4 separate regions of the Mus musculus genome follow, and all the other regions are linked to region 1. The links are chromatin contacts, called in public Hi-C and promoter capture Hi-C maps. All regions are on one chromosome and are shown on one strand. The core of a region is the stretch at or near the end of the contact, and the rest is flanking DNA. Distances in the headings are between cores, read along the strand shown.

Region 1 (6,608 bases), core at 1,050-3,549:
TAAAAAGTCAGTTTTCCATAGTAGTGTGGACTTATGTCTGAGTCTTGAGTTACATCCATCAATGTGGCTGGTTTTGTGCCAATTTCATGCTGTTTATTACGAGAGCTCTGTAGTATAATTGGAGTTTAGTTGTCATGATACCAGCAGTTCTTTTACCATTCAGGGTTGTTTTAGCTGTAACAAATTGTGTGTGTGTGTGTGTGTGTGTGTGTGTGTGTGTGTGTGTGTGTGTGTGTTTAAATGAAGCTGAAAATTGTCCTTTCAAATTTTGTGAAGAATTTGTTTAAAATTTGATGTGAATTTTACATTGAATCTAAAGTTTGCTTTTGGTAGGACCATTATTTTTACACAGTTCTATTTGTTACTTACCTTATTGTTGTGACAACATAAATAACAAGAAGTAACTTAAAATTAAAGAGTTATTTGGGCTTATAGTTTGAGAGGATTCAGTCCATTCTGGTTGGGAAATCCTGGCAGTAGGGGATAAAGCAGCTTGTCATATTGCATCTGCTGTTAAGAAGCACTGAGCAAATGGAACCGGAATCAGACTCTCAAACCTCAAGACCTACCCACTCTAGTGACTCTATCAAAGTTCCAGTTCCTAAAGGTTACACAGATTGCATAAACAGATGTCCCTGTATTGGTCAGCTACATAAGCTTGTGGCTACAATTTTACCTTCAAACAGCAACAGAGTTACAGCAAGAGCCTGGAAATCATTGCTGTATGTCTCAGATGCTACCTGGTAACATTTTTGACTCTCAGTGTGGTAGATGCTAGTGTTAAATTGACCCATTCAAGGTAAAATGAGTAATATTTTGTGAATTAGTGAATGCAGGTTGACAAATAGAAGTATAAAAATGTTGACTGCTACTATCTGAAATTTCCCTACTGCCAAAAAAAAAGAAAGAAAGAAAGAAAGAAAGAAAGAAAGAAAGAAAGAAAGAAAGAAAGAAAAGAAAGGAAAAGAAAAAAAGGAAAAGAAAAGAAAAGAAAGGAAAAAGAGAATACAAATGTATACTAACTTTGAAGATTCTTTAATCTTTAATAGTATCATGATTTTCATGGTCCATGCTGAGAGGATAGGTTGATAATGCAGAAATACTATGGTTATGAGAACTTTATAACTTCATGTGAAGTTCAAATACTATCATAAATCAAATTAACTTAGGCAATTTCCAGTATCCTCAGTTCATTTCATTGCCCATCCCTATATCTGGCTGAACAACCTTTATGAAATTCTTTAACATATATTATTAAGACATGAATAATCTTAATCAATCCTAAAAACTTACAATGCTATAGATAGCAACACAGATACACAGCAGAGTTTTTTGTCCTACTTTTCTGCAAGATATTAATCTATCACCCATCATATTTATTAAATGCCTTGATCTTTCACTCTTTTCATTCTATGACTAATAAAATCCCATGTGTGCAGTTCCTTGGCAAAAATTTGTCTTTTGTCACACCCTCAGTTGGTGTTTCTGGGTCATGGTCTTTGGTATTTGTTTGTGAACAAATTTATCTGCGGCAAGAGTAGTTTTGTGTTGACACCGATTTTGAAACGAACAAGTTGATAAAGCTGCTATATTTGAGGTTAGGTTGGGTGTGTTTTCAGTATTTAAATATGTGTCTAAATATCTTAAGTAAGGCAGTGTAGTTTTGGGGGTATAGGTATGGGTTATGGGTTATAGTGATTGCATACAATATTTAAAGTAGGAAGAGTGACTGCTAACAGGTTCAGGTTGATGATCTTAGAAAGAAGAACAAGCTGAAGGCAGGCCCATAAGATGATGTGGTGCAATTAGAACTTGGAAAAAGCATATATATACATATATACATATATACATATATACATATATACACATATACACATATACACATACACACATACACACATACACACATACACACATACACACATACACACATACACACATACACACATACACACATACACACATACACACATACACACATACACACATACACACATACACACATACACACATACACACATACACACATATATATATTCTACTTGAGCATCCTTGTCAGGGCCGTCCAACTAGAAACTACATTTCCCATAAACCCTTGTCAGGGCCGTCCAACGTAGAAACTACATTTCCCATAAACCATTTCAATCTCATTTAGAAGCAATTAATCGGTTTCGCGAGAGTTCCTAGTTCACCAAGAATGCACGGCTCATTAAGGTTATCAAACTCCATTTCCCAAGATGCACGCCGTGAAGGTTTCACGTTATAAAAGGCTTATGAAGTTTCGCGAGATTTCGAAGACGGACGTGAAGTAGAAGCCATTGCTTCGGGGAGCTAGTGGAAGTCACATGTGCGAAAGGATAGTTGGGGTTTCCCCTGTGTTTGGACCCTCCTGTTCCCCGAAGCGTTCTGAAGCATTCCGGGGCCTTGCGTGAACTTCTAGTTCTTCCGCCTTAGCCGCGGAGACTTCCGCTTCCTGGATTCCACCCTCAGTCTGGTAAGCCCGTGGTTCGTCACTTAACCCGTTAGCTCCAGGAAGCGGAGGGCTGTGGCCGGGATGAGGACAGCAGAAACCTTAGGAGGCGTGCCTTGAGGTCCCCATCCTGGCGACCCAGGAGAGGTTTTAAAATATGTAGACCAGGATGTTCAGGGGTGTCGGAATGACAGTGATTGCTCTTAGCATGGGTTTCCTTCCTAAAACTATCATTGATATGTGCACACCTTTTTCTTTTTGTTATTGTGAAACTTGCCTAATACCTTTTCTATTATGTTAAATCATCAGTTGCTTTATGCGTTTGTTGGCTGACAATCCTCATGTGAATAAATTACTTGTAAACATAGTTGTAATTTAATTTGAAAGTTAATCTAATTAAATACTTTGAACTTTTTCCATAATATTTTTCCAAGCTTTTATATAAAAGCCACAACTTCAATAAACATATAATTAAAGATAATTAAAGATAGCAATAGCTATGTTTTTTGCAGAGGCCAAATTTTTGTTTGTAGTCTACAAGGTGACAATGGTATCCGTAAGTAATAAACATGACTTTAGAAGTTAGTGATGATGGTTACACAATAATGAACATGATAGGTGCCAGGGAAATTGAACACTTAAATTTTAAATAAAATGGCAATTTTTATATTATGAAAAAATATTAAAACGATGACCATTTAGTGAATTTATAAGCTAGATTATGATGGAGATCATTAAAGACTCGTGTGCTCTTGTTATAGTACATATTTTCTCTCCCCTATAGTGAAATATGTGGATTTTGCTGTTCCCCCAATACTATTATGTATTTTAATGAAATCATTTTTCTACTGATCCAAGTATCCCATTGCACCAAGTATCTTAAACTCAAAAGGTAGTCACTTTTCAATAGTGTCACACCTTATATTTTAAAATGAGATGTAAAACCCAGATGCTGCATTTCTCTCTCCAAGGTGTGTTGGGTCTGTATTTTAGTCTTTAGAATATTGACATTTTTATGCCATTAAATTTTATAGTTAATCTGTTTATATAGCTGAGCAATTTGATTTTAAGTGTATTTTCTTTTTTTTTCCTCTCAACCTTTTTTCTACTTGTTTTTTTTTTTTTTTTAATTTTTTATTAGGTATTTTCTTCATTACATTTCAAATGCTGTCCCAAAAGTCCCCTATCCCCCACCTTAGAATTCTGTGGTTCATATTGTTGTTCCTTACCTGTGTTTTCAATAACATTTTCTTCAAGCTGTTATACTTTATGAATTTGAGATCAAGATTATTTCTAAAATATATATTTCTACTAATTTAGTACAGTATTTGGATGTTGTTCATAGGCAGTTCTGTCACCTGACTAAAATAAGTAAATATGCTTCCTTTTAATTATACACATTTGTTATATCCTGGTTTGGATGGAGATTTGAAATATTGGTAGTGAGTTTATCTAGCACAATCATAGATGACCCTGCTTTCCTTCTGACTCTTAAGTAAAATTGGCTTCCCATATGCTGGAATTTTTTCTATTTTTATGTCAAGGAACTTGTCTTTTTCTGGAGGTGTTTTGTTTTTTGTTTGTTGTTTTTAATTTTGTTCATCTGTTTGTTTTTATCGTCCTTTTCTTTTCCTTCTGTATTGCTGTACTCTTCTATTGTGTTTTCTTTTTTTCTGCTCTTTTTTCCCCTGCTGTATTTCAGGTGAATTGAAATATCTTGTGCTTGACCAATATAATGCTGGTATATCGAGTGAATAAGCAAATAATGGAGTTTTTGTTTTTGTTTTTTTTCAAGCATAATGGAATTAGGACAATTGACTTTTCAGTAGTAACTAAGTTTAGAAAGGACACATTTTCCTGACATTAGGAACTTCTTGCTGCGTTTGCTTGTTTGTGTGTGTGTGTGTGTGTGTGTGTGTGTGTGTATGTGTGTGTGTGTTTTACTGTTAAGTTTTCCTTTTCTATTTCAGGCTCATGCCAGCCATCTTCCCAAAACATGTCAGAGGCTTTTTCCCTCTAAATTCTGGAATATTTTGGGTAAGGATATCACTGGACATGTTGGTAGACGCCTACAATTTCAGCACTTAGGAAGTAGATGTAGGAGAATCAGAAGTTCAAGGACAGTGTGTACTGTATGCATGTCTAGTTATAGGCCAACTTGGGATGCATAAGACCCTATCTGATAAGAACTAAAAAGGGGTCCATTAAGATGGCTCAGTGGATGAAATCATTTACAGAGCAGGTGTGACTTACCACTTGAGTACACACGTCAAATCCCATCACTCCTTTAAGGAAAATGGAAGGCTCACACAGTAGAATATGGACGAGAAGCAAGTGTATATGGGGGCGTGCAACTGTTCTAGAAAGCACAACATGGCAGAAATAACAATGACCCTAAACCAACATGGTGGATATACAGACCTCGTTCTCAGTGATTGCAACTTTGGACGGCCCTAGAACTTACTGTATAGACCTGGCTGGCCTCAAACTTAAAGATATCCCTGTCTGTCCCTCCCCACTGCCTCACCATGCTCAGTAAAGTATAGTTTGCCATATGATTATCATATATTATGGCTCCTTTGATATGTGTATTAATATAGAGGTTTCTTTTGACTATCATTCCTCAACATCTTGTTGGAAGTTAATTTCACCTACTAGCCCCTGAGTCATGGCCTAGGTAGCAGAGGTGTATTGAAATATTTATATTGATTTACTGAGAATGCAACTCATGTTGTTTATAGCTAATAATGAAGAGAGAAATGGATCTAAATAGTAGTGGAATTGCAGAAGCAGTAATATATATTGCTTTGTATATGTTTGTATCCTGAGTTGAAATAAGGCCTACAAGGGCAAGCTCAATTAAAATGCTGCTTTCCTTGTAATAGTTGCAATTACATATGAATGCCCTGCCTGTCACTATGTTGTGAAGTCATATATGGAAATAAAGTTGAACATTGGAAGAATTCTAACACAGAAAAGGTGTTCCCAATAGACACTTTGGTCACACAAAACCAAATTTGAATCATAAACTTGACAACTGAGGCATAACTTCTGCCCTTGTGAGAAGGAAGGCAGGGACTAGCATAAGTTCTACTGTGTTCCAGGTGCCAGTTCAGGGAAGCCCTTCTTAGGGCCAACACATGATACCTCCTTGTCTCTTTGGGTTAAGCACTCTAGTGCCTAGTGCAAGGAACCTAAGTAGTTGAACTTAATGTCCTCTTCATTCTGTGCTCTCCAGCTGGAATAGTAGCGACTTCTCCTTGCTGGCCAGTTGTTTTTCCATAGTCTGAATCCTAATGAGGAGAAGAATGTTTCTGAATACTAGGGGTATTGAGGAGACAATACGCAGTGGGATAATATTCACTGTGTTTCAAAGGTGAGTGCCGTAGAATCCAACATCTGAAAACTGCATCCCACTTCATCCATGGTGCTGTCCCTCTGATTAACACTGTTTTGTATTGTGTATCTTGCAGAAAACTTCAGAATTAGTATTCTTCATAGCTATTTCTAGATGTGCTTCCCGCAGTTAATCTTTGCTGCATCTGTATGTGAGACCACCAGCTTGTGACTTTTATGCAAAACTAATAGTCTCTGCACTGCATCTGCATACCTCTTGCATTTCTGTTACTACAGAACACTGGACATATTCCACAGGTCTAACTTGGATATAGGGGCATCCTCTCAGCTTGAATTACCCGGGAAATTTGCGCCGTGAAGTAAATTAGAGGCTTAAGGTACTGCACTACACTGTAAGGCTGTCTTAGCACCATGGTTGTTGTTCAAATCACAGAACCTTTGAGAATATTTCCAACCCTTCGAATTCTTTTTAGGTCTTTTCTTTGTAATGTTTGTGAGGCACTTACTTCATAGAAGCTATCTTGCTGCAAGAGTAAATGTGCCTTGATTTCTGTTCATTTGTTACTTAGCTCACTGTTCACTTTTCTGTTAAAAGTTATCACTCCAGCTTAAGGACAGTGAACAGAGCAGAGAAATTGAAACCTTACTTGGAAGTGTATTGCATGGTTAGAAACGTAGAAAAAGAACTAACCAAGTAAACTGGGTAGTTTGTGGAGGTATGACATCATGCTTTCATTTCTGTTGCTGTGACAAATTAACAAAAAACCTCATAAAGGATGAA
Region 2 (6,608 bases), core at 1,231-3,730, 4.9 Mb after region 1:
ATCAAACGTACTTATTAAAACAGGTAATGCTCATCACTGCCCAACAATGGAAGAGCTACATTGGCAAGTGACTTATCAGTGCCCAGCACACATGAAGAAAAGCTCTAACCAGTTCTAACATGTGCTGCTGTAATGGCACTCCAAGTTAGGAAATTTATTATAAAATACGAATAAAGCCATTTTATCACAGCTTAATATGTAGTTTTTAGAGTTGAGCAGCTATAAGTAATTCAAGCAACAAGTGACTAGCAAAACCTCTCACCATGTTAAGACCAAGGAGTTATTTTAAAAGTTCCACCCTGAGATGCAACTCTCACACACACCGGGGGATGAAATCAATCGGAGGAAATGTAGTTAGTTACACAGCCTACAAAAACATGGAAATTGCTGACCCTCTGCAGGGTCAGTGGCTTTCTGAGCTTCCACAACATGGTGGTACAAAAGAAATCACTATGGATACCGGCCTTGAGAGTACAGGGCCAGAACTGACCCAAGGACACCAGATCCTGATCCTTCAGCAGAGCCTTCATTCTCTCCAGGTGCTGTGTGGTCTCACAGCAGATGGCCAAGCGAGAAGACAGAGACTGTGGTGTTCCTCCTAACTCCCACCCTTGGTGACCTCTATCCAGGGTACACCTAAGACTACGGCCTGCCACATTCACTGTACTTCCACTCACAAAGTCAAAAAGAGCAAGTCAAGAGAAATGCTGCCCACCTGCATTGAACAAAACAGTATTTCTGCAAGGGCATTAGTAAACCCAAATATAAGCCATCCAGTATAAGCAAACCCAAAGGAACTGTACCACAAAACATGAAAAGAACAGGACCCTTTAAAATCTATTATTGTCTCTCCCTAAAATAAACAGTGTCATCCCTTACTCTACTACAGTTGCTGTTTGTACTAGCCGTTCACAAACGCTGGAGCTTTCTTCTGCCGTGGGATCAGAAATCAGGATTATGCATTTGCTTTTACATAGGAACTGATGCTGTAAAATGCTTTGGGTACAAACATGCATCACCCAAGGAGTTGGTATTGCTCTTCAGGACATCCCTGGGTAAGCAGGGCATGGGATAACTCCATATAACACAGAAGGAAGGCCCTCAAAGTGAGACTTAAACCAAAATCAAGCACTCTGCACCAGTGCTGAGTGCCTTCAACCTCAGCCACTGTACCACGCTGCCTCCCCAAGGTGGATTTAACCTGTACACTTGCCATGTTCTCAAGCTAGCTGCTGAAGGAGGGAATGATGAAAATAATGAATTTGCCAAATCTTGACCCAAGTATTTAAAAAAAAAAAATCCTAGTAACGATGCCAGCCTTCTTGAACCCACAAACACACAGCCATGACTGGCTTTCAATAACTATACAGCTGCAGAAGAGGCTGGCCCCACAGGAAGGCTGATTTTGCTGTATTGTCTGTCTAAACCCCAAACTTCAAGCACCCCAAACTCTTAGAGGTCATTAAGCAACAGGGAAAAGATAGTAAGAAAATATCACTACATAATTCAACAACTAAATCCCATCGTGGCAAAAATATCACAGAATCCTTATGAAGGGCTTGTTAAAATTAGGCCTATTAATCCAACTTCTATAAACTTGCCTTATCCGACAAAGTCACAGAAAACGAACCCAGAAGATAGTCCACACGTAAATGCCTCAACTTTATTTCTTCTAGGCACAAGTTACATCCCATCCATTTGGTGCATGGAAGAAGGTAAAGAGATGCCAGCAGGCAAGGTTAAAGCTTGGGCATCCAAAACACGACGCAGCCTGAAAAGTGACAGAACCACGAAGTGCCACCCTCAGTGTTTGCGGCCAAGAAGGGAAAAAGCACGCTAAAATTTAATTATAAGTTTGGCAACTTTCTAAGTCAGGAAACCTGGGTATTTCGAGCTCCAGGAATCGCTCGCATCACCAAGCAAACCATCCTCCGAAGTAGCGGCTGGGCCAGGGGTAAAGAGTGGACTGTGGATGCAGGCAGAATCCAGTCTCCTCGGCGCGGACCAGCCCGCCCGCGGCCAGCCGAGCAGCTGTTGATCTCGGGGCCATGTTTTTAAAAGCCCGGGCGGACCGCGGGGCAGAGGATGTGTGGAGCTGAGCCCCGGAAGGAGCGGGGAGGAGTAGGGAGGAGGCAGGAGCGTCCCGGGAAAAGTCAGAGAGGGCTGCTAACTGGCTCACCTAGCAGCAGCGTGCTCCAGGTCCGGCCGCGCCCGCGCCGCAGGCCCAGCGCCCAGTGCAGCCCGGCCGCCAGGCGGCCCGCGAGGCCGTCCGGGGCGGGCGCGGCGGTCCCTGCGCGGGGTCCCTTCCTGCCCGCCGCGCCCCTGCGCCCCGGCGACGGCGGCGTGCGCTCCGACCCCAGCTCCCCGGCGTCCACCTCGGATGCCCCGCTCAGTGGCGGCGGCGACGAGCGGGCCGACCGGGGCGGCCTGGGAGCCGCGTCCCGGTGCTTGCTCCGCGCCTGCAGGACCATCTTGGCATAGTCGCGCCCGCTAGCTGCGCGCGCCCGGACGGCGGCCGGGATCCGCGGACTGGCGGTCGCTCACTCTGGCCGGCGAGGGCGGGCCGGGAGGCGGGGACAGCGCGGGCCGTGTGGCCGCTGCCTACCGCGTGGCGGCCGAGAGGCGGCGCCGGACTCCCGCGCCTCCGCCGTTGCCGCTCTCGGGTTGCCAGGGCGACAACGGAACGCCGCGGGGCGGAGGCGGGGACAAACTGCGAGCGGCGCGGCCCCGCCCCTCCGGCGCGCGCGCCCGGGCGCGCTCCAGCGGCCAAGCGCGCACGCGCGGGCTACCAGCGGGGCGGGACCGGCGGCCAGGGGAGTAGCGTGGACGACCTCCCGGAAGCGGCAGTGCGCCCTCGGGAACCGGGGATCTGGCTGTGAGGCGGCGTGGCGCGGGGCGGGAACCTAGTGGCCACGGAACGGCGCCGTGGGTACACTCCGGGGTTTCTGTGCATTAGGCTTGTGCAAGAAACTAACGGGGTAAAAGTGTGACCTCGCCACTCAGAACAGCCAGGTTTCTGGTTCAAGGATGAGAAGCAGGGAGTGGACCGAGTATTCAAATAAGTGTCCGGTAGGTCGGAGCGAGGATGTAATCTGAAGGCCTGGGTAGGAACCCAAACTCAAGTCATAAATGAAAAGGGCCTGTCAGGGAAGGTTATCCACGTGTTACTTTTACCTCATGTATACTGAAAGTATGGAAACCGGCTAAAAGATGTGACACTTGAAAACGAATTTTCTCATAGCAGGATGTAGGAGTTAATGAAGAAGCCCAGGGAAAGAAAAAAGAAAAAAAAAAAAAAAGAATATGTTCCAAGTTAACCTTCCTTGCCTCCAGCCCATTGCTATTTGCACAAAGCCTTGGAGAATTGCAGCAGCGAGACTTATTTCTTGGCTCCTGTCCAAATGAGCTTGTTCCAAAAAGTCTGGATGCTGGAAATCAAGGCACATCGTTTCACTTTTCTCCACAGTAATTACAGGGGTTTCAGGAGGCTCTGGCTTCTATTGCTCACGACTTTATTAATATGAGCATTCATTAACTCAGGCACAAAGAATGGATTTTGTTAAAGGACTCACCGCTATATTACACTTTGTAAGTTTCCTGAGTTTGATTATTAAGTTATGTATTGAAAACAAGGAACAACTGTTTAAGACACCTCTATTTAAAAAAATGATTGACAGTGTCATACAGGGGCTTATATTGTGAAATAAGGTATCAGGTTGATAGAGTGTTATTTCTAGGGTTGATACTAAATTTATAACCTACCAGATTAAAAGAAATTTACTTCAGTGTCTGCCAAAGACAATAACAGTAATTTCATCACTAGCATACTTATTAATTAGAAGACACACGGAGCTACAGTATTGGATTGCTTGTCCCTGAGATGTGGGGCATGCTTCCCAATCAGTTTTTCCATGGAGTGTCACTGGTTATATCACCCACAATCCAGGGCAGTCCTTGGGCCCACCAGTAGTTGGCTAACACACAAAAAAACGAACTCTGTGGTTATGTTGTTTGTGGAGTTTTTGTTTTACTTTGACATTTTTGTTGTTGTTGTACTGATCTTTTGCTTGTTCCAGGTTTCATTTTTGTGCTTTTGAGTGGTATTTTAAAAAGATTTGGGAGGTAAGAAGTTGAATGATAGGGAGGTTCTGGGAAAAATTAGGGAGAGGAAAAATGATCAAAATATACTGTATGAGAAAAATTAAAAGTGTGTACAAAAAGAAAAAAGTTTCCTAGTGCTTTCTGGGCTCTGTGGGGGAAAACTTGTGGTGGGGGAGGGGCGACTGATTAATTGGTACAATTCTGTTAGATGATTTTCTTGTTCAGTAAATGAATGGATGAGTACAGGAAACAGCATAATCAAACATGATGTTCCTAGCTCTTGAACATTCTCCACATGACCTGAGTTTCTGGAAGAAACCAAATCTCTCTAGTAGTCATCTTTAGCTGCAGCTTTGACCCAAGCTCAGAACATGGCTGAAAATTTGCTCAGTTGACTTAGAAAAGGACTACTTATGGGTGGGGCAGACCCGGTAGATCTTAATTCCTCTCCTGTGATGCACCCTCAGGAAACCTCAAGTAAGGGAAGTGTGAACTGTGGGGGTAGGGGGATGGTGCTTGGTTTGAGTTTTGGGTTTTGTTTTTTGGTTTCATTTTTTGTTTCTTCTAGACCCAGGTTGGAATCCCTGCTCTGATGCCTGGCACGACTCTCCTCTTCACACCCTTCACCTTTTGAATCTCCGTTTCCCCCTCTCTGGGATAAGAAGAATTTTTATTTAGAATTGAGCCAAGAGATGGCTCACAAGCGGAGGCAGGAAATCAAGAGCCACCCTAGACTTTAATGGTCCTCGACTCCTTGGGTGTCAGGTTTCTCAGATCTGACCTGAATCACTCACTGACCCTGCTTCCAACAGGTGCTTTACAAAGTAATATCCATTTCATGAATCACTAAGCCTAGATACAATAGCAGGCCACTCCTGGTGCCCTGCTCCTCAGAGGGAGGATGTTTTGCTCTGGGAAGTGGTAGAACTGAAAATGGAGTCTTTAGAGAATATGCCAGACTTGATTTAACCTTTAAAACTCTAGAAGATCTGGAATACAGTTTATTTGTCTCTGTATTATTAGACCAGTGCCTACCACATAGTGATTGATATTTTTTTAAAAACTGACAAACTAAAAGCTACTTCTTAATTAATAAAAAATTATGTTGGGCTAAAGAGATGGCTCAGAGGTTAAGAGCACTGACTGCCCCTCCACAGATCCTTAGTTCAATTCCCAGCAACGATATGGTGGCTCACATCCTTTTGTAATGGAATCTGATGCCCTCTTCTGGTGTGTCCAAAGACAGTGACCATGTACTCATACAAATGAAATAAATCTTTAAAAAGTTATATGTGCACACTCACATGAATTAAGACAAGGCTACAATGACTTTAAATTAAGTATTGGCATATATGACTTTAAATTTAGTATGCTTTCTATGCTTTAATGGTATACCAGAAAGATAATTCCTACTGCGATGCTATAGAATACTAGCCTGAGACAAAGAATCTAAGCCAGGAATCAAAAAGAACTACTACTACTCAAGAAATGTTCCAAGGCTGATTCCTGAACAAAACACCAATCCAATTCTCACTATAAAACTATACTTTGCCCATGGATGTGTTGAAGACACTTTGTGTGCACCTATAAGAATAAGTGGTAGATGATATAAAGATGAAGTAGACATAGAATGAAGATTAAAAGTATTAAATCGTAAAGCAAGACAAGTAATCCAGAAAGGTAAAACTTAGTAATGAGTAATGAAGAAAGTAAGCGGGAGGGGGCGGGGGGCGTGCTAGGAATTGGCCTCCTCTGTGTTATCATTTAAGGCTCTATTTTGGATCTTTCAAATGCCTTTTCCTCCCTCCACCCCACTGTTTTCCTATTCATAGGTAACAGACAAATGTGGAGTCTCTGGTGCTAATTTTTATTCTCTTCAGCAAGATCATTTGAGCTCTATTTTAAAGAAGTGCCCTAAAGTTAGTTCCAGATTCTGGTTTCCTGGCTCAACAGCTGCTTCTACCAAGACAGGAACCAGAATAATCCTGTCACTTCACTGAAACTTAAATTGGTACAAAAGATCTATCTGTGTAGCAACTGGCTTCAGGCAAAGCTCCAACATTAGCCTGTCATTGTATTTGCTTTAATGTATCTCTAAAGTGGGGAGAAAATATATAAATTGCTACTTTATTGCTTTTTATATTTTTTTTATCTTGTGCCTTTCTTGATTCTGACCTTGTAACTTAAAATATTCCTGCCCCCATGAGTGTTCCCCAGAGAGTTTATTATTAGGCTTAGTCATAGCACTCAGACAATCACTCTATGGCAGAAGTGCATGTCCATTAAACTAAAGTATAATTCCAATTATTGAAGGCTTACTAGGTCCCAAGTGCCTTAGCATATATTAAAAACATTAAAGATTCATATGTCAAATCTCTATCCTGGAAGAGCATAAGGTTTAATTGGTGAGGCAAAATAAACTAGAACAAAATATGCTCACATAACAAAGTGTATTATTTAGAACATAAGGGCTAAATTAAAAAGATGTGACGGCTGGCATGATGGAG
Region 3 (6,608 bases), core at 2,705-5,204, 4.3 Mb before region 1:
GTTTTCCTGGTTCTCAGCCACTGACTTGGTCAGTCTTTCTGCCCCCTTCAGTAGGATCTGAGCTGCTCCAGCGAGGGACTTCTTCTTGGAGATCAGCTGCAGCGTTTGTGGACTCTACCAAAAATAATGTAGCAATGTTTTCCATAAAAACGAGTTCCAAAGTATTTTAGATACATCTAAAACTACATATTTTTTTCAAGCAGGTAATGTTTTATTTAGAAAAAAAGTTGTGATTGAACACACACACACGAAGGAAGAGGGATGACAGCTGGCAAGGGGTGTACCATGCAAGCATGAGGCCTGCTGAGTTCCATCCCCAGCACCCACATGGAAAACCCAGTACAGAATCCTGTTGCCTGGCATCCCAGCCCCAGGGAAGGACAGCTCAGGAGGCTTGCTTGCCAGTCAATCTGGTCAACTAGTGAGCTTTACCTTCAGAAAGAGAAACTGACTCAAAACTATAAAAATTCAGAGAGAACTAAGAAAGCTACCTAAGGTAACCTCTGACTTCTACATCCTTCCATGCGCACACGCAAACACACACAAATATATACACAAAAACATGGTGAATAAATGTAGAAGAAAAATGAGCAGGTGGTGAAGTAAAATACCAGACTTTGAAAAAAATTTCCCTTGCAAAACTTTTTTTAAACAACAAAGTAACCTGTTTCTTGGCGAGTTTACAAAATCACCTTAAGCCAAATCACCATAGTGGCCCAGAAACTAGAACTCAGCAATCTACCACGTGGGGCAAACTAGGCCGGGGCCCTGTCCTTATCATCCCAGCGACCACCCTGTGCATGCCTTCCTGTGACACCCATACTTCACGTTAAATTCCAAAGCCCTGCTTGGATGCAGCCTATGCACAGAAACTAGCATGTACAGGGCACCACTCCACACTAAGCTTAGCACTGACCTAAGACCAAGTAGGTACCTCACTGTGACTGGTGTCAGCGCAGCACTGCATTAACTACACTCACTGAGGGAAACTGCTGAGAAGTGATGCAGACTGTGTGTACAGCCACCAGTTTTGTGTTTTATTGAGTAGCTATACTCCCAAATGACACGTCTTAACAAGTGCAAATTTTCTAACAGTAGAGTGTTTTCAAAAACAAAGCAAAAGGTTTTGCACAAGTTAAGTCTCACAAAAGGCCCCAACCACATTACTCTGAATTGGCACCACCTCGCCTGACCTCACCGACTAGCTGAGGTATGAACTGGTCAGGCCTGGGTAGTACCTGGATGCAGAGAAGCCACACTCATTCTGTATCTACATAAGGAGCCTGATTCAAAGATAATCCTCATCTGTGAAGTGCTCTTTCCTAACACTAATGATACTTTATTATGTGTACATGTGTGTATGAGCATATGAAGGGGTCAGAGGGGTGTCAGATCTCCTAGAGCTGGACTTACAGGCATGTTTAAGATGCCTGATGTGGGTACTACGAATCGTCATCTGCAACAACAATGTGTTCTTAATCACTGGGCCATTGCTCTAGCTTGTGGATTTAATTTTTCAACAAAGTAAAAGGGAACAAGATGCATACAACCAAATACTGGTCCTGGGACTTAAAGAAAAGATGTTCAGTTAAAAGGCACATGTACCTGTTTGGGAGGAAGAGCATCCTGAGAGACGGGGTCCAGAGTCATGAACTTTTTGTCCCTGACAATACTGAGGACATCATAGAGAACACACATCTCTGTAAGGGCACTTCGCAAATTGTTCCTCACAGAGTCCCAAGGCCACAAAGAAGGTTGGAATTTTACCAACCCTGAAAAACAGAAAAGAAAAGCAGAAACACATGTGTACTGGTTACACTGACTACAGAACAGAAGGTGGCTCTTTTAGAGGTTTAAAAGCGTGAAAAGGAGAAATGAGCTCTCCTCCAAACCACCTCTCCTTTACTTCCTTCTCATACGCTTTCTTCAACTGTTAACACTTAAGACTCCTCTTATGGCAAAACAAATGCCAGTCTAATTTCCACAGGCCAAAGCTGTCATCATATCTCAAGTAGGCACTCGAATCTTTCTAAACCTAGGGCTTCATTCATCCCAGATAAGCACTAAACTATATCCCCCATCCCCACAAAAGCCTTTAAAATAACCTGTTTCCTTCCAACATTTAGAACTTGAACTTCCAACATTCCTGAACTATAAAACAACAGGCAAAGCCCCAAATGGCCTACAACACCAGCATTACCATTGGCTGCACGAATAGACCTTCCCCCCACCCCACCCCCCCACCCCTGAGACAGGGTTTTGGGATTAAAGGCATGAGCCAACACTGCTCAGCTATACCTTTCTTTTAACCAATTTTTTTGTTTCGTTTTTGTTTTTGTTTCTCTGTGTAGCCCTGGCTGTCCCGGAACTCACTTTGTAGACCAGGCTGGCCTTGACCTCAGAAATCGGCCTGTCTCTCTGCCTCCCGAGTGCCCGGCTTCTTTTAATCAATTTTTAATAAATGCTCACTCTAAGGAGTTCATGATAAAGGATCAGGGAGTGAAAGTCAAAAGTTTTCTTTTAATCTTAGGCCTAACTCTCCTCCCTCCTGAGACATATCTCAACCCAGCATACAGGAACTAGTCACTCTTTCACACACCACAAGATATTTGGAAGCCAGGAGGCATGCCATTTAAGCCTGTCCCTTAATAGACAGGTCAAATGTTCCTAATGACATCAGTACTGGATCTTAATACATACCTGTGCTCTATAGTTCTTTCTGTGGGTGGGGGATTTCATGGATCAAATGTGATACACATTTAGAATTTTGCATTTAAAACTACTGAGCTGGCATGCCTTTCCAACACTGGATAATGACAATGTTGGGCTTGTTTAAGATTTAAAAAAAAAAAAAAAAAAAAAGATTTATTTATTTATTTAATGGATGTAAGTACAATGACGCTGTCTTCAGACACACCAGAAAGAAGGGGGCATCGGATTCCATTACAGATGGTTGTGAACCACCATGTGGTTGCTGGAAATTCAACTCAGGACCTCTGGAAGAGCAATCAGTACTCTTAACTGCTGGGCCATCTCTTCAGTCCCAGGTGTTTTAACTTTCTGTCAAATTTATGAAAACTACATTTAAATTTTTCTTTATTTATTGAGATGGTGTCTATTTGCTCATGTTTTTCATTAATCTGACTGCCTCTGCCTGGCGAATTACCACACTAAACACGAACATCCTCACTTAAACCGATTCTGTCACATCACTAAATCGAAAACTGTGGTTTCAAATTTTGGTTTTTTTTGATAATAAGGAGAATCCAAAGTCTAGTCTGGTTGCTTCTCCAAACTCCCCCTCTTCAGTTTTGTTTTCTTGTAATTCATTCACCTCAAAGTTTCAGTGGTCATTTTAAGTATCACCTGTTTCCACCTAAAATCACCCCCAAAAGCTTTCAGCTGTTCTTTATTAAAAAAAAAAAAAAAAAAAAAAAAAAAAGCGAATGCCTCTTCTCCTGGCCTGAACAGGACCCCGAGTCCCGACCGGGTCGGCCTTCCCACTGCTGTCAATACTTCTCAAGGCCACCCACCACAAAACACAGTTTACCCTAGGGGAGACCCTGGGATAGAACCAGCAACGAGGGCGAAGCCTCACCCTCCTCGTCGTCCTGGTCGGCTCCCGCGCCCCCCCAGTCCGGCGCATCGCCGTCAGGCCCTGCCGCCTCCTCCTCCTCAGAGCCAGAGCCCTGGCTGAAGTCGATGCGCTGTGCCAGGCGCGCCAGGTTCTGCGACATGGACAGCGGCTGCAGGTACGTCTCGGTGCCATCAAGGCCCACCTCCTGCACCTGCTTCTCGCAGGCCGACTCGATGCTGATGCGCACGGCTCGCACGCCCGACATGCTGGCGGCGGCCTGAGGGCGACTCGCCGGAGACTCAGAGTACAGCACCGACACGGAAGGCTGGAACAAGCTTCCCGCAAGCCCGACGCGGCGGCCGGGAGGAAGCAAACTACCCACTGCTGCCCCACAATCCTCCGCGCAGCGTCTCGCGGAACACTATGAGCATGCGCGAAGGGCCAGCTGCCCGGACATTTCCTGTAGGTTGCACGTGAGAGCCAGGAACTTCCGGCTGACCGGGCTCAGCCGCTGCAGTGCAAGTGGAGTGGGCTGGGTTTATGTAGATACGCTGGGCGTTGTAGTTTGTTTGTTTGTTTGTTTGTTTGTTTAATTGGTTGCTTGGTTTTTGAAATAGCTTTCTTGCTGGCCTGATTAATTTGTTGATTAGTTATTGAGACACGCAGCTTTTTTGTTAGTTGGTTAGTTATTTGATTTTTGAGACACGCAGCACACACACCAGCACTCCCGCTGATTCGGTCTGGGAGCCCGTCCGTGGGATGAGTCCACTCACTTTCCGGGTAGGTTTTCACTTCCTAGTTAAACCTCTCTGGGAACATACTCCCAGAGGTGTTTCCCCTAGGTGACTTTACATTCGTGAAGTTAACGATGAAGACGTACGTAAGGGCTTTACATTTATGTAAGCACTCACAAAGACTGTCGACGGTAGTTAACTATAATTCGCAGCTGTTTGAGTCTCTCTGTTGATGGAGCTGCCTCCAGCAAAGAAGACCGAGTCAAACAGCTAGCAGGACTACCATCCAAACTGCACCAGCTGTCTTAAACACTCCAAGAACACTCAGATATGCCTACACGAAAGATTGCAACTGATTGTCCTGGCCCAGTAAGCACAGCTTGGGCCAGGGCTTTGTGCAGACCTGTGACTGGTGGCTTAATGATAAATGGAGGACTATGCTATCTCTCCAGACATGCAGCCACCCTTACACGCATACACTCACACATTCACAGACATGTACACATATAAACAAAAGACACCGGTGTTTAGCCAAACAAATGGCTGTGATTGGCCCAAATACCCCGTCTTGGGTTGTATGAGCAGGCTACTCCTCAGGTGGTCCACCAAGAGGCACTCTCCTTTCCTCATGGTGTTAGGATGTCATGTCCAGCAATGTCTTTCACTGAGTGGCCTTTCTTACTTTCAGCCTGCAGGCTGCACCAGAAAAAGCAAGGAACATTAGCTGGTTGGCAACAGTGCCCCACAGCTTGATAGGTACTAACCCCTATACTTCTGTCCAGCCATTTCGTTTTCTGTTTGTTTGTTTTAAGAGTTTCTCTGTGTAGCCCTGGCTGTCTTGGAACTCACTCTGTAGACTAGGCTGGCCTTTGATACCACTTTGAGTCTAATCTTGGGCTCCTGAACAACCTTGCCTTGTCTAGAAATCATTTGTCAAGTCCTTGGGCCCTGGCTTCCCACAATGAAGTGTAGATGGAGGCGTTAGCATAGCTGTCTGACAGCTGAAGAATCTATAGCCTGCAGAAGCCTCTGACTTACTATTGACAATGTCCACAGGCCTGTATCCCGCTGGTAGTGCTGGTGCAGCCACTAAAGCTTTGGAGATTCCATCTCCTGGAGGAGATGCTTCCTGGGTGACCCTAGTTGGGCCCAGTGTTTAGAGTCGGAACAGCCCACCAGGTGCCCTGGCTCTCAAACACTTCTCTACAGTGCACCTCTCACCCTGCCCCCCAACACTGTCACCACTCATTGCTGTCTGACACGGAGGAGAACAAGCTTGCCTACCCAGGGTTTCCATCAGGGCAGAGCAGAGAGCACTTAGCCAGTTGAACACTGAAGAGTACCAATTCTTTCACTTGGCAGTCCAATGTCTGCAGGTAAACGTGTGTCTCCGTGTGTCTGTTCTTCCCATGCACGTGTAGGTGCCATGGAATTGCTGGCGCTGTAGTTACAGTCAGTTGGGAGCTGCCTGATGTGGGAGGCAGGGAATAGACTTGGGTCCTCTGGAAGACCTGCAAGCACTGCAGAGCCATCTTCCCAACTCCTGAGTCTACTTCTGATGCTTGACTGCAGGCGGCCTTTAATCCTACATTTGATAAATCAAGAGCACTCGAATGCTCCATTGATGTCTGGGGGAAATTCAAAGCTCGTGCAGGAACTAGTAAAGCCAGTCTCTCCTTATTTTGTCAGGCCATTTTTTTCAGACAGGCCTAGTAGCTCTCCTGATCTCTCTAGAAACCTTCCTTACATCATGATTAGCACCTTGTAGGTATGTGATTTCATTAGTCTTGATATTTGAATCAAACAAGGAAGTGAGTCCATCCTGTCAGTGTGGGACTCCACATGGAAAGAGAATTCTGTTTATGTTCCACCCCTGCTGTATTTCTCTTCATATAATATTTGTTTGGTTTCTTCAACTAAACATATCCCAGAAACTAGTGACATATCTAACATGATCACCCACCCAAAAATATTTACTGTGTGCTTATTTTGGCACTGTGCTCCAATGGTGAATTAATACCTCTCTCAGCTCCAGAGCGCAGGGTAAGTGAGAGGAGAGAATACTAGTTCTAAGCTGGGGTGACAAGTGGATCAAGCCCTTGTTGCACAAGGGTGAAGGTTGGAGTGGCAGCTCATATGCATTCCCAGTGCTCAAGGAGGTAAAGACAGGACCACACTGACTGACTAGCCTCCCTGAGTCAGCAAAGCTCAGTGTTTAAGGTGGAGGGAAATCAGATACTGAGCAGAACCTCTGGCTTCCATGTGCATGTGCACTCATGCTGTGGACATGCAAGCAT
Region 4 (6,608 bases), core at 2,939-5,438, 4.3 Mb before region 1:
ATGCCCTCTTCTACTGTGTCTGAAGTCAGCTACAGTGTACCCATATAAATAAATCTTTAAAAAAAAATCTTGTTTCATCTCCCCTCCCTCTAATAACCCATAAGATGCTAAGAATAAGGTGATTTCACAAGTTTCACAGTTAAGGTTCGATGAGAGCCCCCTCTCTGGAGCACATCGCCTCTGATTCTAGGTGGAATCTATTTCATGACTCACACAAGCTTTAGACTGCTAGAAAGGGAAATCTAAACTGTCCTAACAAATTTGTCTTAAGACACTCATGTCAGTAAGTCTGTTTCATCTTCCCAATAGTCTTTTCCAAATTCTTCTTGAGCTTCCTTTCCTAATGCTCACCAACTATGTACCACTGAGAAATGGGACAGATTTTAACAGCCAGAAATTGAGGAGGATTTCTGCAAATAACGTCTTCTGGACATAAGGTAAGTGTTGAGGCATGGATCTTGCTGACACAAGATCAAGTAAGTCAGCCCTCCTGAGCGGAGGGAGGGCTCATGAGACCCCACCCTCACTACAGAGCTATTGGGAGCTGACAGCTGCTGGGGGACAGTTCTCTTCAGCAATATGGTCCCACAGTAAACTGCCCATGCTCCAATGGATGGCACAATGCAAAAGCAGGAAGAATTAAACGAACTTTGGGTTATTTAAAAAAAAAAGACTGAAATAGGGAAAATATGAAAGTTGGAGAGAAAATGGAGAAGAGAGGGGTGAATAATGATCTAGATATAGTCTATCCACATATGCAATTATCAAAGAATAAAACAATTCTAAAAAATAGATAGTTAAATAACTGATTTCCAATACTTGAGTTAAGCAATATCTTTCAATTCTTCTCAAATCTACTTACCAGCTTATTTTTCAAATATAAATAAGCAAGAACCAGGACTCTTTCAAGGACAGAAAAAGCTTGTAAATGAACTTTGTTTATAACAATCTAATCCAAAATATATGAATGTTTTAAGGAAGACAAAAAACTCCAAGTAAATGATACCTGCAGCAATCTTAGTTTTCGTCTTCTTTCATAATCTTCCTTCAAAATGAAGGCTTCTTCACTAGGGCTCAATCTCAGCTTTGTATTCATTCCCTTTCTTTTCATTTCTGAGTATGTTAAATATAAAGGATCTGAATTGAGGAGAAATAAACAGATGAGTGCCTATGAAATATATTACTGAAATATGGTAACAAAATGATTTTAAAACTTCATGTTAATATTTTCAATATTTAAAGGGTAATCTATATTTACTGTATACAGGTAAACTAAGTCCAACTTAGTTATAGTTCTGAATCTGCTCTTTAGTTCACTGGTTGTCAGTTGGATGAGGAAAATGAAGAGTGGGGAGAACTCACAGATTCGCCCCCATCTATACCTGACTGACAATAGTTCAGACCTTTTTTCCCTGTCTTGGCATTTCCATACTTTATTAAGCACTTAAAAGATGTATTGGCATCAAACAAATGTTTTCACAAGTACAACTTAACACTGATAACCTGTACCTAATAAAAATAAAAAGGTAACTTTAGGGGTCCCTGGGTTGCTGTACATAATTTGATCTCTTAGCACCATTAAATCTCATGGAATATTATCAATTCCATGGGCTTCGTTTAAAATATCCCTCAACAATTACAAACATGTTGTATTAGTTAGGGTTCTATTGTTTCAATAAAACACCATGACCAAAAGCAACTTGGGAATAAAGGGTTTATTTCAGCTTGTATATCACAGTCCATCAGTAAGGGAAGTCAGGGCAGGAACTCAAATGGCAGAAACATGGAAGCAAGGAGCTGATACAGAGGATCTGTCTGCATGGTAATGTGCTGGTCATTGGCTCACTCCAACTACTTTCTTATCCCATCCAGCATGACCTGCCCAAGGACGGCACCGCATACAATAGGTCTGGCCCTTCCACATTAATAATTTATCAAGAAATTGTATTACAGATATGACTATAGGCAGATGTTATGTAAGCATGTTTTAATTGAATGTTCTCTCAGTGACTCTAACCTGTGTCAAGGAGATATAAAAGTTAACAGGATACTTTTTTTTGGATGACCATTTTTAAAAATCCCTATGGGATAATTATAATGGCTTAAGTACTTAGATTCCTGGGTCTCCTCTTCTATTGCTAAGGCTGGGTGCTGCTGATATCCCCCTTAGACCTTCCTCCTGTCTCTGCAGTGCTGGGATGGAACTCCAGGCTTTGCACATACATGCTCATGTTTCCACTGCACTACAATCCCACTCCTCTTCTCTAGAACTTAAGAGTTTTCTTTAACATGCTCCTATCTAGAGGAATGTGCTCTGTGAAAACTGGTGTCATTTGAAACTCTTTCCAAGTAATTCTGCTATCAACCTGTTCCTAGCACAGCATGCCACGATCTTAACTGAGATGAGTGCACATCTCCCTGGTCTCTTTACAGTGATGAGGCAGGCAAATGTATTACTGGATATTTACTGCTAGCTTGAGCTCAGATGCTGCTAAGGAGCTGTCCTCTATGAATGACCTTCACATATGCATCTCACCTAGACTAGAGACTATTTATATTCATATAGGGATAGCTTTTCCTTTAGCTTTTCATTATTACTCGTCTTTTGTAGACAGGGTCTTAATAACTGAGTGATAGTAGCTATAGTTTTAAAAACTCTTAATGCTCAAATATAACAACTTAAAAATACTGTTTCAATGAGCTGCTTGGGTCACCTGGTAGAAACTACACCCCCACCCCCTTTTTTTTTCTTTTTTTGAGACAGGGTTTCTCTGTATAGCCCTGGCTGTCCTGGAACTCACTCTGTAGACTAGGCTGGCCTCAAACTCAGAAATCCGCCTGCCTCTGCCTCCCGAGTGCTGGGATTAAAGGCGTGCGCCACCATGCCCAGCTTGAAACCATTCCTTTTCACAGAGAATTCTTTATCACAATTGTGGTCAGGACAAGTATGATCTTATTCATCACCTCATCTCTTTTGTCTAAAAAACTGTCTTGCATCTTATAAATAATTCAGCGTGGACTGAACGAGAAAGTGACTAATCCATATACAGTACTACATGGCAGACCCAGTCATGACTTCATCGAAGAACAAATGTCAAACAGTAGTAATTGCTTGAATTGAAAACCTTTTCCGCACTCGGGAGGCAGAGGCAGGTGGATTTCTGAGTTTGAGGCCAGCCTGGTCTACAGAGTGAGTTCCAGGACAGCCAGGGCTACACAGAGAAACCCTGTCTCGGAAAACAAAACAAAACAAAAAAAGCCTTTTCCAATACACTCCACTGAATTCTTAAGAAAATACTCCTGAGGATGGTTGAGGCTCCAAGAGAGGAACATTTTAAGTTGTCCTCCATAGGAGACAAGTATTCCTCCTGCATCTATTAAGTAGAATCCTGTTACCTGGCTTGTTCACTAGTCATTTCTACCCATGTGGACTCTTCAAGTTCTGTGTTTTAAGTGTCCAATAATGATGGACACAGTAGGGCTTATCTTGATAGATTTCCTTCTAAGGATTAGGCAGTATCTGACACACAGTAACCAAAAAATTAATAGATGTGGATGCAAGAGCCATTCATTAGCAAAAGGCAGAAGCCAAGTTTCAAATCCCTTGGGCCTTGTTAACTTTATTCCGTGTAAGGGGGTAATAGCCACCACACGTGGCTGTACTATATGTACGTGTGGCTTAATTACTACCCAACCGCCGAACACATTCTAATGTAAGACTGACGACAACCATTCGCTGCTGTAGGGTTTATTGCCTAGGCTGGTCTTGAACACGAGGCATTTCTCCTGCCTCAGCACTGCCTTGCATGTGCTGGGATTACAGGGTGAACTAACACTCTCGAATGAGACTGCCATTTTTTTCATAGCTTGAGTGTAGGAAGAGTACCAGAAGAGCTACGGGTGGCGGATGCCTCAGAAAGGCCGAGCTCTCTGTAGGGCCGGCCTCGGGGCGGTTTAAAGGGCCGGAAGGTTCGCCAGCCTGCTCGCGGCCAGCCAGAAGAACCCTGGCGGGCCTCCGTCACTCACCTGACAGCGTGTGTGGTCTGGCCTCACGACACACAGGCACCCGCACCCGGCCGGCTACCCAGCAGCCGTTTGGGTACCTGCGGGACAGCCATGACCCGGCTCTCGTCACTTCCGTCATTCAAACGGCCCGCCAATGGCGGGATCGGACGGCGGGAACCAGCTTAGGACCGCCTCCGCAGGGGCCGCCCGGAAGGCCGCGCCGTGCCAAGCCCCCGCCCACCTCCAGCTCGGCGCACGCGCAGCCCCGCCCACGTGCACGCACGCACGCACGCACGCGCAGCTTGCGCAACGGGCCATTATCCCTCTCAACTGTCAGGGTCTTGTCCCACTTGCTCTGTGGTGTTTTGTCGCCGGCAGTCAATCCTGGGTCGGGTTCAGAACATGAAGGAGGATGTGTGGAATCGGCGGAAGACTTGGACCAGGAAGTGCAGTTCACATACTATACTCTGACACCGAGACAACTCAGACTACCTTTATTTATACATCTAGTTTTCCACGTCTCTTTTAAGAACTTCCTATGTTCAACCAAGTGCACACTGTACTTCCTTCTCAGTCGCCACGGTTTCCTGCTAACCCATGAACAGTATCAAGAAAGATGAAATATAGATTGAGCACGTGGCTAATATCTAACCCAGCACATTGATACATAACCAATTGAGGATACAGTACAGAGAGGCGATAAACTACATACCCGAGAAATTCTGATTTAATTATTGACACCTAGCCTGTCCCCTTAGGAAATCTCATTCCTCTAGTGCCCAGGGCAAATTAGTAAACCGAGTCAGTTGCTCATCCTTGCTTGGTGTAACCTCTGAATATTCCTGTTAAGTCTTGGAACCAACAATCCAGAAAGACCTTCTTAAGCTTTTAATACCCATGTAACTATTGTTTGGAACAGCACTGTAGGGCAAATTGTTGGAACTAAGTAACCATAAGGAGAGAACATCTGGATGTTAGCTGGTGTACACAGACTAGGCCCTCTTGTTGACCAACCGCATCATTATTAACAAACACAGGAGTAGTGGTCTATTCCACTTTCATGGCCTCAGAGACAAATAGGAATGAATCACAGTCCAAACTTTCTGATTCTAGAGAAACATCTGTCACAAACAAAGTAAAAGCAAATACTTCCAATAACAAAGTCAAACACACAAATGCAAGGCAAAAGCGAACCAAGCATTCCTTGGGGAAAGGCCAGGAGATTCTGTTCCAATATCCCATAGGTCTTTGCCATGTGGGGACCCAACTCCTCAGGCCTTGCCATAAGGAGATCCATCTGCATTAAACTCATGCACCATTCCCAGCAGAGGCATGTTCACTTGGTCGCAAGTCTGGAAGAAGAGGTGTAGCAAGCACTTTTGGTTCAGTTGCCTGACACCCCTCTGTCATTTGCTGACCTGATGACTGGACAGCTCTACCCAGCTGGCGTCTTGGGCAGAAAGTACTCAAGTGGAAATCTGAGCTTGAGACATGTTCTGTTTTGAATAGGAAACCAGGAGGGATCAGAGCAAGCTCAGTAGGGTGAGAGAGTGTCAGCCTATACATTGTGGGGGAACACTCTCATAGAAGCAGGGGGATGGAGGATGAGATAGGGGTTTTCGGGGGTGGGAGGACTGGGAAAGGAGATAACATTGGAAATTTAAAGAAAATATTCAATAAAAATAAAATTTTTAAAAAATTGCCGCATTTTATTGGTTATATACGAGGGCCAGCCCAATTCAAGTTAGGAGGAAGTTATCTCTATGAGAGATGCTGTGGGCAGCTTAATCCACTGTGGTGTCCTTAGTTATACTTGGCCTGCCCTCTTCCCATGGTCCATGGAGACCCAACGATTAAGGCATGTGAAGGCAGTTTGCATATTTTTTAAAAGTATAAGATTATCTGCTTAGGCTTCTTTCTTAAGAACTTTGCCGTTTGATACAGACCCAGCACCCCAGGTCACAGAGGTATGGCCAAGACCAGGCCATTGCAACCCTCTAGCTCGCTTGCTATTGTGATGGGCATATGACCTAAAGTGGGTAAACCACAGTATTTTGCAGTAATTGTTCTTGGAATCAATAAAAATGAACACGTTCTTTTTTTAGTTCAAACTAGAATATGAATCTGAGAATCAGGTGACAACACAAGCTGATCTGAAAGCACAAGTGTGACATACACCAGAGAGCACAAAGAGGTAACTCTGTGTACACCTGTTCACTTGTATTTTCTGACAGGAACTCTGAATTTAAGATGCTTTCAATATGGAGTTCTGTGTTTTCTAAATTAAAAGAGGCTGAAGTTTTGTTTGTGAGACTTGATCTCACTGAATGCTCTGGAACTTGACATAAAGATAGGCTGACCTTGAACTCACAGAGATCCTCTGCCTCTATGTTCCTAATGCTGTGATTAAAGGCATGTGCCATCCTGACTTGTGAGGCTATAGATTTATCTCTGTAGACATGATATCTGGTATCATGGGGGATAAAACAAAGTAATGTTTAATACGTTGGCTCTAGAGTCCAACTTTTTGGTTGTAAATTTCTAGTTTACCAACTCTGACTCTGTGCTAATTCCTGAACTTCCCCTAGAAGTCAGTTTTATCA

What was found. Promoter capture Hi-C pulls out the DNA fragments that hold promoters and counts their contacts. Hi-C and Micro-C count contacts between places; a contact is called where the count stands out from the background.
Region 2: a contact with region 1 is called in a promoter capture Hi-C map of pre-B cells. The contact joins the promoter of Dpy19l1 here to the promoter of Zfp317 in region 1. A contact is called at or near these places in 1 of 39 promoter capture datasets (pre-B cells) and 1 of 484 Hi-C or Micro-C datasets (muscle stem cells).
Region 3: a Hi-C map of pre-B cells shows a contact between it and region 1, with 14 times the contacts expected there. The contact joins the promoter of Med17 here to the promoter of Zfp317 in region 1. A contact is called at or near these places in 1 of 39 promoter capture datasets (pre-B cells) and 1 of 484 Hi-C or Micro-C datasets (pre-B cells).
Region 4: a promoter capture Hi-C map of pre-B cells shows a contact between it and region 1. The contact joins the promoter of Cep295 here to the promoter of Zfp317 in region 1. A contact is called at or near these places in 1 of 39 promoter capture datasets (pre-B cells) and 2 of 484 Hi-C or Micro-C datasets (CD4 T cells and pre-B cells).

What each region holds. Positions count from the first base shown.
Region 1 is chr9:19,619,792-19,626,399 of GRCm38.p6, forward strand. It overlaps Zfp317 (zinc finger protein 317), which reads left to right and starts at 2,300. Exons shown (of 9, transcript NM_172918.4): 1 at 2,300-2,494.
Region 2 is chr9:24,500,660-24,507,267 of GRCm38.p6, forward strand. It overlaps Dpy19l1 (dpy-19-like 1 (C. elegans)), which reads right to left and starts at 2,481. Exons shown (of 23, transcript NM_001359948.1): 1 at 2,180-2,481. The coding sequence starts at 2,471. It overlaps LOC115487153 (a long non-coding RNA gene), which reads right to left and starts at 1,874. Exons shown (of 2, transcript XR_003948106.1): 1 at 1-1,874.
Region 3 is chr9:15,275,952-15,282,559 of GRCm38.p6, forward strand. It overlaps Med17 (mediator complex subunit 17), which reads right to left and starts at 3,955. Exons shown (of 12, transcript NM_144933.2): 1 at 3,599-3,955; 2 at 1,606-1,772; 3 at 1-114. The coding sequence starts at 3,842.
Region 4 is chr9:15,353,600-15,360,207 of GRCm38.p6, forward strand. Cep295 (centrosomal protein 295) reads right to left here and starts at 4,189. Exons shown (of 27, transcript NM_176976.4): 1 at 4,027-4,189; 2 at 1,007-1,137. The coding sequence starts at 4,144.